2 separate regions of the Hordeum vulgare genome follow, and region 1 is linked to region 2. Evidence: chromatin contacts called from public Hi-C data. All regions are on one chromosome and are shown on one strand. Each heading gives the region's core, a stretch centred on a gene start, on an enhancer-like site or on the middle of the called end of the contact. The rest is flanking DNA. Distances are from core to core; before and after follow the strand shown. Region 1 holds the start of LOC123409303 (vegetative cell wall protein gp1-like). Region 2 has its middle 49 kb from the start of LOC123409303.

Evidence for each region. Hi-C and Micro-C count contacts between places; a contact is called where the count stands out from the background.
Region 1: a contact with region 2 is called in a Hi-C map of leaf, with 1.8 times the contacts expected there. The contact joins the promoter of LOC123409303 here to the enhancer-like site in region 2. A contact is called at or near these places in 2 of 6 Hi-C or Micro-C datasets (leaf and seedling).

The regions. Positions count from the first base shown.
Region 1 is chr7H:587,338,430-587,344,710 of MorexV3_pseudomolecules_assembly, reverse strand. LOC123409303 (vegetative cell wall protein gp1-like) reads right to left here and starts at 2,122. Exons shown (of 2, transcript XM_045102241.1): 1 at 1,836-2,122; 2 at 711-1,726. The coding sequence starts at 2,010. The coding sequence ends at 846.
Region 2 is chr7H:587,289,925-587,296,326 of MorexV3_pseudomolecules_assembly, reverse strand. No RefSeq gene overlaps it. Among protein-coding and RNA genes, the nearest start is that of LOC123409303, 49 kb to the left of the region's middle. Within about 2 kb of position 4,651, at least 1 of the 3 cell types and tissues checked has open chromatin away from gene starts, as enhancers often do. A contact at or near this core is called in leaf, where this site is marked.

The DNA of each region.
Region 1 (6,281 bases), core at 873-3,372, 51 kb before region 2:
GTGGATGGAGAGTGAACTGCCGGTTGTCTAGGGTTTTCCTGATTCGGGTATTTAGTGGGGTGATAGTGGGTCGGACTAACGTGTCGATGGGGTCGGTGGTGGGCTAGGCAGTGAGGCGGGCGTGTCTGGGTTCCTCATATCCGTTCATATTTGGGTTGGATATGAGGAGTGCCAGTCCACCCGAGCATTTGAGGGTCACTTAGACCGTCTGGATCAATTTTTCGTGACCGTGTCTTGTCCGAATGACCTCGTCGGATGTATGAGACGAATATAAGTGCTCCTGCTATAGATGCTCTGTAGAGGTGCTCAAGACCCGATTGCATTTCTCTTTCTCTATTTGGGTCAGGGAGACGATTGTTCGTCCTTCATGCAAATGTCAGGATGAGTCTGTACCTTTTCTCTTTTATCACTTTGGGTCCAGTTGTAAACTGCACTATACCTTCATAAAAAATGCTAGACCTATAAAAACTTACAAAGGTTTACTTAACCTTTCAAACTAACTCTTCTCTCCCCCTTGATTTTTAGTGACGGTGGCCCCTCATCTCTCAATTACCAATCACAATCTTACACATCGGTTTGTACGTAAAATCTTTACGTAAGTCTTTGTAGGTGTAGCATTACTCGTACCTCCGTTCAAGTTTAATGATTTTTCATGAAGTTTCTGGGTCATTCGGGACCCAAGCATCGTTCAAAACTCAAAAGATATAATATAAAGAGCTCAAACGTATCTCTTATTATTATTTCACAATCGGAAAACAAATACTCCTACGTACAAAGGTAAAAATCCTCTGCAGAGTATCAGCGGCATCATGCAATTTTTCACACTATACAAAAGAACAGAGCACTCAGATAGCTAGCATGGCGTAGCCGATGCCTGCTGCAAGCGTGCCGATCAGCCCTGCCGTCACCGGAGCGGCCGCGCTTCCCGGCGTGGTCGCGCTCGCCCCGCCGGCACCCGGCGCCGGCGGGCTGTTCGTGTCGGATCCAGGGGTGCCCGGCGATGATCCGCCTCCAGCTCCAGGTGTTCCCGGTGACGGAGCTAGACCTGTCGGTGATGGTGGCGAGTCCGGGGTTGCCACGGGAGCAACCGTCGGAGGCATCGGTTCGCCGGACGGCGGTGTCATGGAAGGAGGGGACATCGGGCTCGGCATCGGCGCGCCGGACGGTGGCGTCATGGAAGGAGGGGACAACGGGCTCGGCATAGGTGCGCCGGACGGTGGTGTCATGGAAGGGGGAGACATCGGGCTGGGCATCGGCGCGCCGGCCGGCGGTGTCATGGAAGGAGGGGACATCGGGCTGGGCATCGGTGCGGCGGACGGCGGTGTCATGGAAGGGGGTGACATCGGGCTCGGCATCGGCGTAGCCGACGGCGGCGTCATAGAAGGAGGCGACATCGGGCTAGGCATGGGCGGTGTCATGGAAGGAGGCGACATCGGGCTGGGCATGGGCGGCGCGGACGACGGCGGCATGGAGGGTTGAGGAGGCGGCGGCGGCGGCAGGAGTCCCGGCGGCGTGTGCTCGACGGAGAGCACGACGACGATGAGCTTCTGCTCGGCCTTGCAGCTGGCCTCGTTGCCGCTGATGAAGAAGAAGGGGCCGGAGCGGTCGAGCGTGAAGACGGTGCTGCCGCCCTGGAACTTGCTCACGTACGTCGTGGTGTTGCAGGCGTTGTACGCCGCCTGGTCCACCAGCAGCACCGAGTCCGTGTCCTTGGGGTACACGAACACTGCGACAAAAGAAACCCGTCAGCTCACCATGCCATCCATCCACGGCCATGGACGAACGAACGAACCTTCGTCCATCCGATGATATGATCGACTGGGTGTGCAACTTACGGAGCTGGTCGCCGATGACGAACCGCATGCGCGCCGCCCACGAGTTCAGCGGCTCGGCGCCGGCGCCGGGCACGCTCCACCCCCGCTGCTCGCCGACCCGGTACTGCGCCGCGCTCGCCGCCGCGGCGACGAGCGCGAAGCAGAGCAGCCCCGCCACACCACGAGCGCTCGCCATGTCTGGAAGATCACTACCTCCTAAGTCCTAACTGTACTAACAAATATCAAGGGGTGCAACTTTGCAGTCGCACTTGTGTGATCGGCCTGTGTATGTAGTGAGCTCGGGTTGGGAAGAGACAAGGGTGGTTGGGGGGGTATTTGAAGAGCTCAACGAAAGGGAACTGGGACTTTACGTACGACGTGTCAGGCCGCGTCGATCGATCACCCGGATCAGATGCCAGGAGCCAAGTTCGCACAGGTATCCATCCATCCATACGGATCGACATCTTTTCGTTCACGTGGCTGAAAGCTTCCGGGTGCTGGGGTTGGAACCTTGACGAATCGCCGGTTGACGCCGGAATAGCAAGTCTAGTCTATACCTTTTGTTTTGGAGAATCGGTCTAGTCTATACCTTGTTGGGGGGTGCACGCACCACCCAGGTGTCCGTCCGTGGGAGCCCACACGGTTTCACGGGGAAAATTCGGGTACGTACGTACGCTGGCCGGCGGCGTCGTTGTCCGGGGAGTGATGACTGATGAGTCAGTCGGCCGTGCTCCGTGCTGCATGCTGTTGTCGACCGCAGGCCGCACGCACGTCGGCAGCGGGGGACCGGGGACTCGGTGTGGTGACCCGGGCGGCAGCTTCGGTCGTTGTTTCCGTCCGTATGTTGGCCGGGCAGGCACGGTCCGGCGAGCAGCGGGAAGTGGAGTTTGAGTTCGTTTGGAGAGGAATGTGAGGGTGATCCTCTGTTTTGTTTTCTTAGGGAAGGATTGATCCCTTGCTTTGTTTGTCAGTGGAAGAGACAAGGTCTTTTTTGGAAGTTTCGGAGGAATGCTAGGCTTGCATGAATCAAGCTATATGGATTTTACCTACGGTCTGTTTGGTTGTTTGCATTATGTCTAAAAATCAGGCCTACATTATGCAGTTTTGTTCGGTTTGATTGCTTGACTTGTATCAAAGCATTGACTCCCATGAACCTTAGAACACATGTGGGCCTGGCTGAGGAGTACGATTGAATCGGCCCATAGCTAGGCCCAAGCAATACAACCCGAGGCACATGTGGGTCGGATGCTGCACAGGAGGAGCCATACTTGAAGCGCCGCCATAACTCAACTCACCATTCTCTCATCACCCATTCTCCCTTTCCTCCACTCTCACATCAGCGGTGCCGAGCACAAGATCTGGACGGCAAGCAATAGCGGCGAGCAGTGGAGTGAAGATCTAGACCGCGAGTACCGATCACTGGCTTCATTGTCGTGGGAATGATCCTCACAATAGTATCAGGGGTACGAACGAGGGGCGAAGCCTAGCTACGACGCACTGGTTGCACTCGGATGTACGAGTTCGGACCCCACTCGGAAATGGTAAAGACCCTACGTCTCGAGCCTGGAGGTTATTTTGCTTATGGGGGCGTGCGAATACAAAATGCTCAACCCTCGCCCAGGAGCTTGGGTGTAGCTTATATAGAGTGCGCCACGACCAAATGAGCGTCATTAGAAGGAGGAGTTAATGCTAATAACAACAGAAGTTACTAGTAACACCATCTCTAACTCTCGCGTTACTAGTAACACCGGTCTTCACTGTACTTTATGTGGTAGTTTAAGTTCGTTGTCGTTGTTGTCCCTTCATCGTCCGCACCTTGCTTTAGTCCGAGTGTCGGGGGTCGTCCGAGTGACCTTGTGCATCTGAGTGAGAATCTGTTCACCCGAGTGAGACCAAGACTGCACCAGTAGCTTGGAGGACATTGATGACTATGTGGGGCCTTAGGTTGGCCCTAGAATGCAGGTATGTGGCCCTAACCCTAAAGTACAACCCCATCACTCATCACCCCCACCAGCAGGCGTTCATCAATGGCAGTTAGCTGTCTATTCCCAATGGAATCGATTTATCATGCCCACATTCGATATGCGCATAGCGCAATAGGCATCCAAGCTATCTCTCGAGGTCGATTTGGTACGCGTTTTAGGCATATCCGATTAGCGATTTGAGTAGTCCAAACGGGGTTTAGTGCAATTTTCTCGGGGGTGGGGTGGGGGGGGGGTTGGGGGTGTAAAATAAGCTTACATCCATCTCAACAAAGCACTGCATCTTAGCCGTGACAAGTATGGAGGCGGTGGTAGCCTTGCGGGTTTAATCGTCGACCCAGAAGGGTAGTTTAAGCTCTCTTGGCTCAGGCACCCTGACCACCATCTCCACCGCTTCGGCATTGCAAGCATACTTAGGCTCGACGAGCCTGCCATTTGCAACATCACGAGCTCCTCCTAGTCATCCTCCTGAACGATGGTGGCCGGCGCCACCATGATGGCCTACTGGTCATCATGAGCCCCGACAAGTTTGTACTTGGCCCATCCTACTCTTGGACTTGGATCGGCCGACTCGGCCTCATCCATCGCCCAACGCAATGTGTTCACTAAGATAGTGCCTTTTTCTTGGTCAAGTATCACCCTCCTCAACTCCTTCGTCGCCTTTAACAACACATAGTCTTCCTCTTTATGCACCTGAAGGGTATTCACGAACTTGGTGAGGTCGTTGAGCAAGCACCCAATGAGGAATGCCCTCCGACCAAGGGCACTCGAAAGGTGTTCATCGTGGTGGAGCGTTGGTGAGACATAGAGTTGCGAAAGAGGGGATGATAGAGGACAAAGAGATAAAAGGACAGAAAAGGTAGTGGAGTGCAGTCGTAGATAAATAGGGGCTTTGTGGACCACAAGTGATTTAGATGGATGGTATGAATGAATACATTGACGTTTTGTTCATGTGTGTCCCTCCATTGACCACTTGTTCATATATGCAGATCAACCTGGCTGCTTCAGGGAACACCTCCAAAGGCAAGGAGGATGTGGCTGACAAGAAGGGCAAGGCAATGGTGGAGCTCTGAAACACCCCCAATACGTCCAAGAACTATGGCCATTTCCATGAGGACGCCAACCCAACACACTTGTGCAAGGTCATCCTTGCACCCAAGCTCGAGTGCCTGCCAATGTCAGTCGAGTTCACCAAGCACTTGGCTACCAAACCAGAGGAATTGAGGACGAGGATGAACACCGTCTACGCCTGGAGGGTGCTAATACTGACAATCAACAACAAGCTCACCCTTGATTAGGGTTGGACCACGTTCGCCGTTGTTCATCAGATCAGGATCAGGTACCTTGTCACCTTGAAGCTGGCGACTCCTAACACCCTAAGAGCATGGTTAATAATACAGCCAACAATCGGCTATAAGGAGTTGCCATGTCATATAGAGCCAACTTAATAGCGGGCATATACAATGGTAAGTTTTAGATGTGTACTATTTTAGTAGTAGTTGGCCCATGATACAATCTCACAAAGTGTCTTGGATCTCGTGCTGCAGCTGGCTACTCATCAAGAGCCCACTTCTCTTCTCTCTCCTCCTCTCTCTCCTCCAACTAAGCAAGGATATAATATTATAATCCTTATAGCTTGCTTATGCCACCTTATTGTACTTGCTCTAAAGGTGATCTTATTCAATGAGGATGACGTCGAGGTGGTGACCAAGTACAAGAAGCACGAGGAGGTCTTTGCTAGTGATACCAAGAAAGTTATGTGAGCACCTTCAAGACTTTTGCGTAGGATGTTAAGATTTTTATACAATTGTCTATCGCTTAACTGCCTCTATGCGTGTGTTGATACTGTGTTTATTTATGGCATGCACTTGAGTGTGCTGGTAATCTCACCACTCCAACAAGTGGTTATCTGACTACACGTGTTTCATGTAACTAAATACCACACACTATGCATCTGCCTAGAACACGCCTGCAATGAAGCAACATGCATGCGTTTCTTCTCATCCAGGCCGGGAAGGATGCATGAAAAAACCCACATGCACAACATGGTTTTAACCATATATTTACTTGCACAGGCCCAACCGTGTCACAAATGCAAAGAGACAAAAAAGATATAGGCAACCAAAGATGCCATATTATCTAACATGGTGGATCTGGACTCAAGTTAGGGGGAGGGTGGGAACCACCCCAGTGAAATTTAGGGGGAGGGTGGAGCAGTGGATTAGTTCAAATGTTATTAAGGCATGCAAAGGTTATAATTAGGTGTTTGCGATGAAGCGATTCGTGACATCACCATGCATGTTGCGAGGTGAACGAACGAATTACGTCTGCAACCTTTCCGTGCACCGGCTCAGCTCTGTGTCACGCGTGACTGCGTGAGAGTACAAATGGAGAATTTACTAGTTTTTTACTAAAGAAAATTGCATAAATGACCAATTACCGTGGTCGAATTTTCATAGTCTATGTACTCTCCGGATTTGTTGTA
Region 2 (6,402 bases), core at 3,402-5,901:
ACATGGACCCTATTTATAGACGACTCTATCTCCTCCCTCTACTTTGCTGAGAGCTCAGAGATTATATATACTCAACAGATGATTGTACATGTGCACACAGTCCACTTCATGCATGTGATTAGGTGGTTGGTTGTCAATATATCGTCATAATTACGAGGATATTTATCCTTTAAAGCAAGTATAATACTATAGCCAACTGCTGGTTATAAGTCATTGTCATGTCACCTATAGCCCATCTTATATCCAACATGTACAATAGTTCATTGCAAAAGTATACTATTACTTTATTATATGGTTCACCTTTCATACTCACAAAATGACTAGGATCATGTGCTAGAGCTGACTCTTAACTAAGAGCCCGCTTACCTTCTCTCTTCTTTTCTCTTTCCTCTAACTAAGCAAAAATATATTGGTTATTCATTACCAGCTGACTCAGCTCTATTATACTTGCTCTGAGTTGCTTTGTGCATTCGCCTATACACTCGTTAGTACAATTTGGACATGGGAGCTGGGAGGTATTAGCATGCAAAAATACGGGAAGAAATGGCATATAGCTGGTAAAGTTTGGCGATGCTTGGGTATTTCACCCATGCCCGATGACGCCAATGATTTGTGGGATGCGGCTCTATCGCACCAAATGCCAATCAAAATGTGGCCTATGGTCCTGCTTACGACCTTGTGGAAGATTTGGGCTGCTCACAATGACATGCTCAGATGGCTTGGGGGGACCGATGACTCTGGGACGTGCATGCAGGGGAGGAAGTGCCTTGCAGCGCCGACCGCTAGGCATCGTGGTGGTGCAGACACCCGGCCTGGCGGCGGCAGGCTGGATTGGGGCGGCGCGGGGATATGCTGTCGTGATGCTTAAGGTGGCGGTTCTCGTGCTCCTCTCACATTATGGCACCGTCCTACATGATCGGTCCTCCCTGATCTGACCATCGACGTGTTTTGGAACAGCCGTCAGAGATCTTGCTCAAGATATCGGGATCGGTTAGATTTCGGTCGTGCACATCCATATCAGCCTAACAGGTTTTGAGGGCGTGGCATAAAGCTTTGTTGGTTGATGACACCTTGGGACATGTTGGTTTCTCGATTTTCATAATAAAAACAATGGTGGAGAAAGTCATAGCAGCCTTGGTGACAACGGAGCCAGCCAGATGTTATATAACTCTGTGGAGCAGCAGTGATAAGTTGGGGCAACAACACTGGCAGATTTTATTTTGATGGCACTCATTAGATGTCGAGTCATGGCTCTTATGATGAAAATCCAAGGTCTGACCTTCATTAATTGTGCCTGGCGATTTCCTTGCTGCAGAAATTGTCTTGAGACAGCAGTCTTTTTCTAGCGTGAAAACCTAAGATCTTGGATCGGGCAACGATGGTGCTTGTGCAATGTTTCCTTCATGAAAACGTTGTTTTTGAAGACTTTTTACCTTTTTCCGGTTGTTGTATTAGGTGGTGGTATGTGTGCTGTTGTTGAGAGGAGTCGATTGCTGTGTCAGAACTTTTTTTCATTTCTTCTCATTTTCTTTTTCTCAGTGTCCATTTTGAATGTCTTACACCTTATTTGAATGTAGGAAAAACTGGCTCGGAATTGGAAATCTGAAATTTACAGACCGATTCCGTTGTTTGGGGATGGTTACAGAATTGGTCCATAAAAACGCAGTCGAATTCCAAGCCACGCACCGCGAGCGTCCGCCCTGTGTGATAATTTTCCGAGCTTTGCATCTCAGAATCGCACGGAAACGCTCTCTGCCTCCCCACCCCCGCGTACCCCGTCGCTCCCGTGCGAGACCCGAAGCCCCCCACCACCGCCGCCGCCACCGTATCCAGCCACCTCCGCCGTCGTCGCATCCGGCCACCTCCGCCCCTGTCGCATCCAGCCATCTCCGCCCCCCGCATCGAGCGACCTCCGCCCCCGCATCCAGCCACCTCCGCCACCGCATTCGGCGACATCCGCTGCCGTCGCATCGGTCCACCTCCGCCCCCGCATCCGGTGACCTCCGCTACCGCCGCATCCGGCCACCTCTGCCCCCACATCCGGCGACGTCCGCCGCCGCCGCATCCACCACCTCGGCCCCCGCATCTGGCGCCACCTCCGCTGCCGCATCCGGCTGCTCTGTCAGCGATTCCATGGTTTGCACATCCAAACATGATTTGGAATTAGGTGCTAGCCTTTGATTCCAACAACAAATACCAAGCACATCCAAACAACAAAATTTGAAGTGGAGGCCATTTCCTTTCCATCTTGGATTTGATATTCGAGTCCAATTCAATTGCGAGCCAGTTTTTCCTACATCCAAACAAGGGGTTAGTGAAATCTTGTACGTGTAGAGCGTTGGTGTAGTTGGTATCTTTCTAATATTAATATAATTCTGTTTTCTAAGAAAAAACAATGACATTCTATTCAGGTCCATCGACCAACGCTATGTAATAACCTTTAGACTTAGGTCCAGTTCTTTTGAGCAGATTATGAAGAATCTCGTCCTAGAAAATCCTGAGAAAAAGAACTCGATTTGCTTTCCAAAATCTCGAGAGGATTCTACAAAATCCTAGTGTAAATCCAGAATCCCAACAAACATAGATTTTCGTAGAATCTCGGGATTCTCATAAGTCCCACAAAAGAAAACGTTTCAAATATGAGAATACCCCTATTGAAGGGATAATTTACAGCCAAACTGCCCCTCGCATGATCGAATGACCAAGCATCTGCTTGATCCCATCATCCCAATGAGCACTAGCCGCTCCGCCCGCCGTTGGACGGGAGCTCTGCCAGCCCGCCTCCGGCCACCCTTTGGTCGTCCAGCCCACACGCTGCGGTCGGACAAGAACTCCTCCGCCCCGCTCCCCACGATGGCCCACCTCGTCGCCGTCGGACGAGAGCTCCGCCGCCCCGCTCCTCACGATAGACCCCCTCGCCGCCGCCGGACGAGAGCTCCGCTGCCCCGCTCCTCACGCCGCCGTCGGACGACAGCTTCGCCAGCCCCGCTCGTCACGACGCCGCCGGATGGGAGCTTCGTCGGCTCCGCTCCTCACGACGCCGCTAGATGTTTTAGATGCAGAAAGTCAGTTCAACTAAAGGGCCGAACAAACATTTCTGTCACACAACTCACTCCATAATTTCAAACTACAATCTCAGAAAAGAACTGGGGTGACAGATTCTGTGAGAAGCAAATTCTATGAGAATTTTTCAAAATCTTGGTTCTGCTGAATCCTGCCCGAAAATAACTGGGCCTTAGTATATGTCCGTTTTAGACTTGTGCTCGCACCTCTTAATGAAGCCGGGCCACGGTTTATCGTGGTGTGCCTCTCTGCACTGTCCGTCGTAACTATGTAATGCTTAAACTCGCTGCTCTTGGCGGCCTTTGAGTAATGTATTCACGCGGGGGAGCGGTGAATCCAAATAGAAGATGCAAAAATACTCAACTAATATATTTCTAAGAGATACAATCAAAGGCCGCCATATGTCTATACAATCAAAGATGCAAATATACTCAACTAGTATATGTCCTATTTTTGCAATATTTTAGTGAAGTTTGATTGTATGGAACACAAATTTTTGTATAATAATATGATAACTAAAGATGGAAACACATATATTCGTTGAGTATTCTTACACAGATTTTTGTATAATAATATGATAACTAAAGAAGGAAACATTTTTATCCAAATATGATAACTAAAGATGCAATTGTGTGTAAGTAGCATATTTGTTGTATGCTCTTTCTGAATGAATGTTTCTTTCTAGAAACACATATGTTGTCGTTTACATACACTCACACGTATGAACACGCACATACCTGACTCTTACGAGAACCTCGGAAAGACCGAGCGACATATAATTAAATGTTCACAAAGAGAAAAGACAATCTCCATGAATAACTAATTCTAAAAGAAATATAGGTAACTTTGCAATTGTTTGGTAAAACCACGTGAAGTTCATAATTCAACATTTGTTTTTACTATCTTATCTATTCTCTCATTTATTCTACCCAGTTTTACTCTTCTCAACCACTGTAATTAAGATATAGTCTTCACACAAGGACCCCCTTCGTAGACTACTACTTAGTGTCTCTCTTCATTGCCAAGTGATATTTGCCAAGAGCTCAGACATTATATATACTCAATATGTGATTGTAGGTGTGCATGCAGTCCAGTCCAATACTACGTAGTATGTGATTCGGTTGGTTGTCGATGTACCACCATGATGAAAATTATATTTATTATTTAGTTGCTTCACATTCGTCTATGTGCTCGTTAGTACGACATTTCGGCATAGGAGGCGTCAGGATGCAAAAATGTGTAATAAGCAAGTTTGAGAGAGATCCAACACAGGTGGCAATCTGCTGTCTCCTGAATAAGTGTAGCGCCAATACGCGATTAGTTGCCACCGCACATTTTATATATACTGGGAATTGAAGAACAGGAACTAGTAAGAGTTCCTGTTCGACGGGCCAAATGCTTCTGGTTGACCCGTGCTTCACAAGTTGAGACTTGATCGACGAGCGAATACGGGCATAGTGCTACTAACGGTTGATAATCTGACGCGATTAGTTGTCCGTGGAGTGAATGGGTCGAGGCGCAGTCCGCACACACGTCGACACGTTGCGAACCTGATGCCGGTGTTGAAAAGTTCCTTGCCGTGCCTAAGTAGTATCTGTCGTTCTGTCCGTCATCGGTTCGATCCAGCGAGAAACGACGAGGCAACTTGAGTTCGTCTGATAGGGACAAAAGTAAAGGATAAACCGTTCTCGTGTATGAAAAAAGGTGAGAAGGTTGCGTACCTTTGCGACGAAGCGATTCGTGCCTTGACCTTGCTGCGAGTAGAATGAGCTGCGCCATGCATGCACGCCCTGCAGGCAAAACCCAACAGGGCCACCTGGCCAGAGTACATCTTGGATTCTTGGTGTCACGTTTTTTTTTTTTTGAAAAAGAAGATGACCCGGCTTGTGCATCAGCCTGATGCATAGAGCCATACTATTAAGCAAAGGGTTTTAAAATCTCAATGATCTAGTATATGATCCGTTAAAAGGTCAGATGAAATCAAATAAAACGGTAAAATGGCACAACGGACAAAAATAGGACAAGATGACTCAACATCTAGTCTATTATTGGACCGTCATCCAAATCGGTTGTAAATATCGTGCGCTATCATCTTTCACTGGATGCATCCAGTAACCAAAGGATCCTCGCTTCCGCAAGAGTGACTAACGACCATGTACGGATCCAAATAGTAGCCTTGTAGATTATTATAAAAGTTTAACCCGAGTTTGTCTGTTAAAAACTATATCGTTTCTGCAGTTTCATATAGCTCACAATAACGCACATACTCCTGTACGAATATGTGCCGTCTTAGTTGGATCAACCCCATTGAGACACATACCGAATAACGTGTGAATACAATTTGGTGGGTAATATTAAAAGTTACATGGACTGCACGCCATAATATTCTAGCCATCGGGCACTCGAGAACGAGGTGTTTAATTGAATCATTTTGATCACAGAAGTAACAAGGCCAAGTTATCCGCAGTGAGAATCACCTCGTTATGAACAAACCACATAACAACTTTGATTCTTAAGGGTATTTTAATTTTCCAAATATGTATCGATCTTAGAATTGGACCTGAGTTGATTAAATCGATGTACATAGATTTCATTGAGAAGAAGAGGGGATGGAGCCGTTGCTGGATCAGGGAATTCTGGGCGACCCTGGAGCGCCTGGCGATCTGGAATTGCGGGACGACGCCGGAGCTGTGATCCAGGGGAAGGAGGACTTGTCCACGCCGCCGGTCGTGAGAGCTCGCGTCGGTGCTTCGCGGGCAGGCCGGACTTCGCCGGCAAGACAACTGCACCGGCGAATTTTTTGGTCTGTTTGTTTTTCAGAGGTTGGTTCATCTCAGGTGGAGGGTATGGTTGTTTTCAATCCTATCTCCTCTTGGCTATCACTTCGTGATGGAGATGATGATATTCTTGCCGGACGGTACTTCGAGGGTGTTCAGTTCGCGGCAGGTTTTTGTTTCAAGGTTGATATTTACTTTGTTCGTTGTGTATCTGAGATCTTTCATCAGCCGGTGGCGCCCGAAATTGCTCAGGTATGCAATATCTCCTCTGACGACGAAGGCAACGATGGAGCGGTCTTGAGTTCAAGCCCGAGTAGGGGGAAGTTTTGGGACTGCCACTCGGATGCGGAGGAGGACGACGAACAAGTTCAGTTCCAGAATGTAGGCAGGGATGCCCCTGATTGCACAGCTGGGATCGTGAAGAATACGTCGCCGGTCTCTCCGCTCAGCCCGTCGCCATCTCCGGCAGCCATGCTGGACGCCAGGATCGTACACGATCCTATTCTGCAGAGGAAGAAGACGCAGGGGATTGCTAGGAAGCCATGGGTCGGTGCATTGCCTA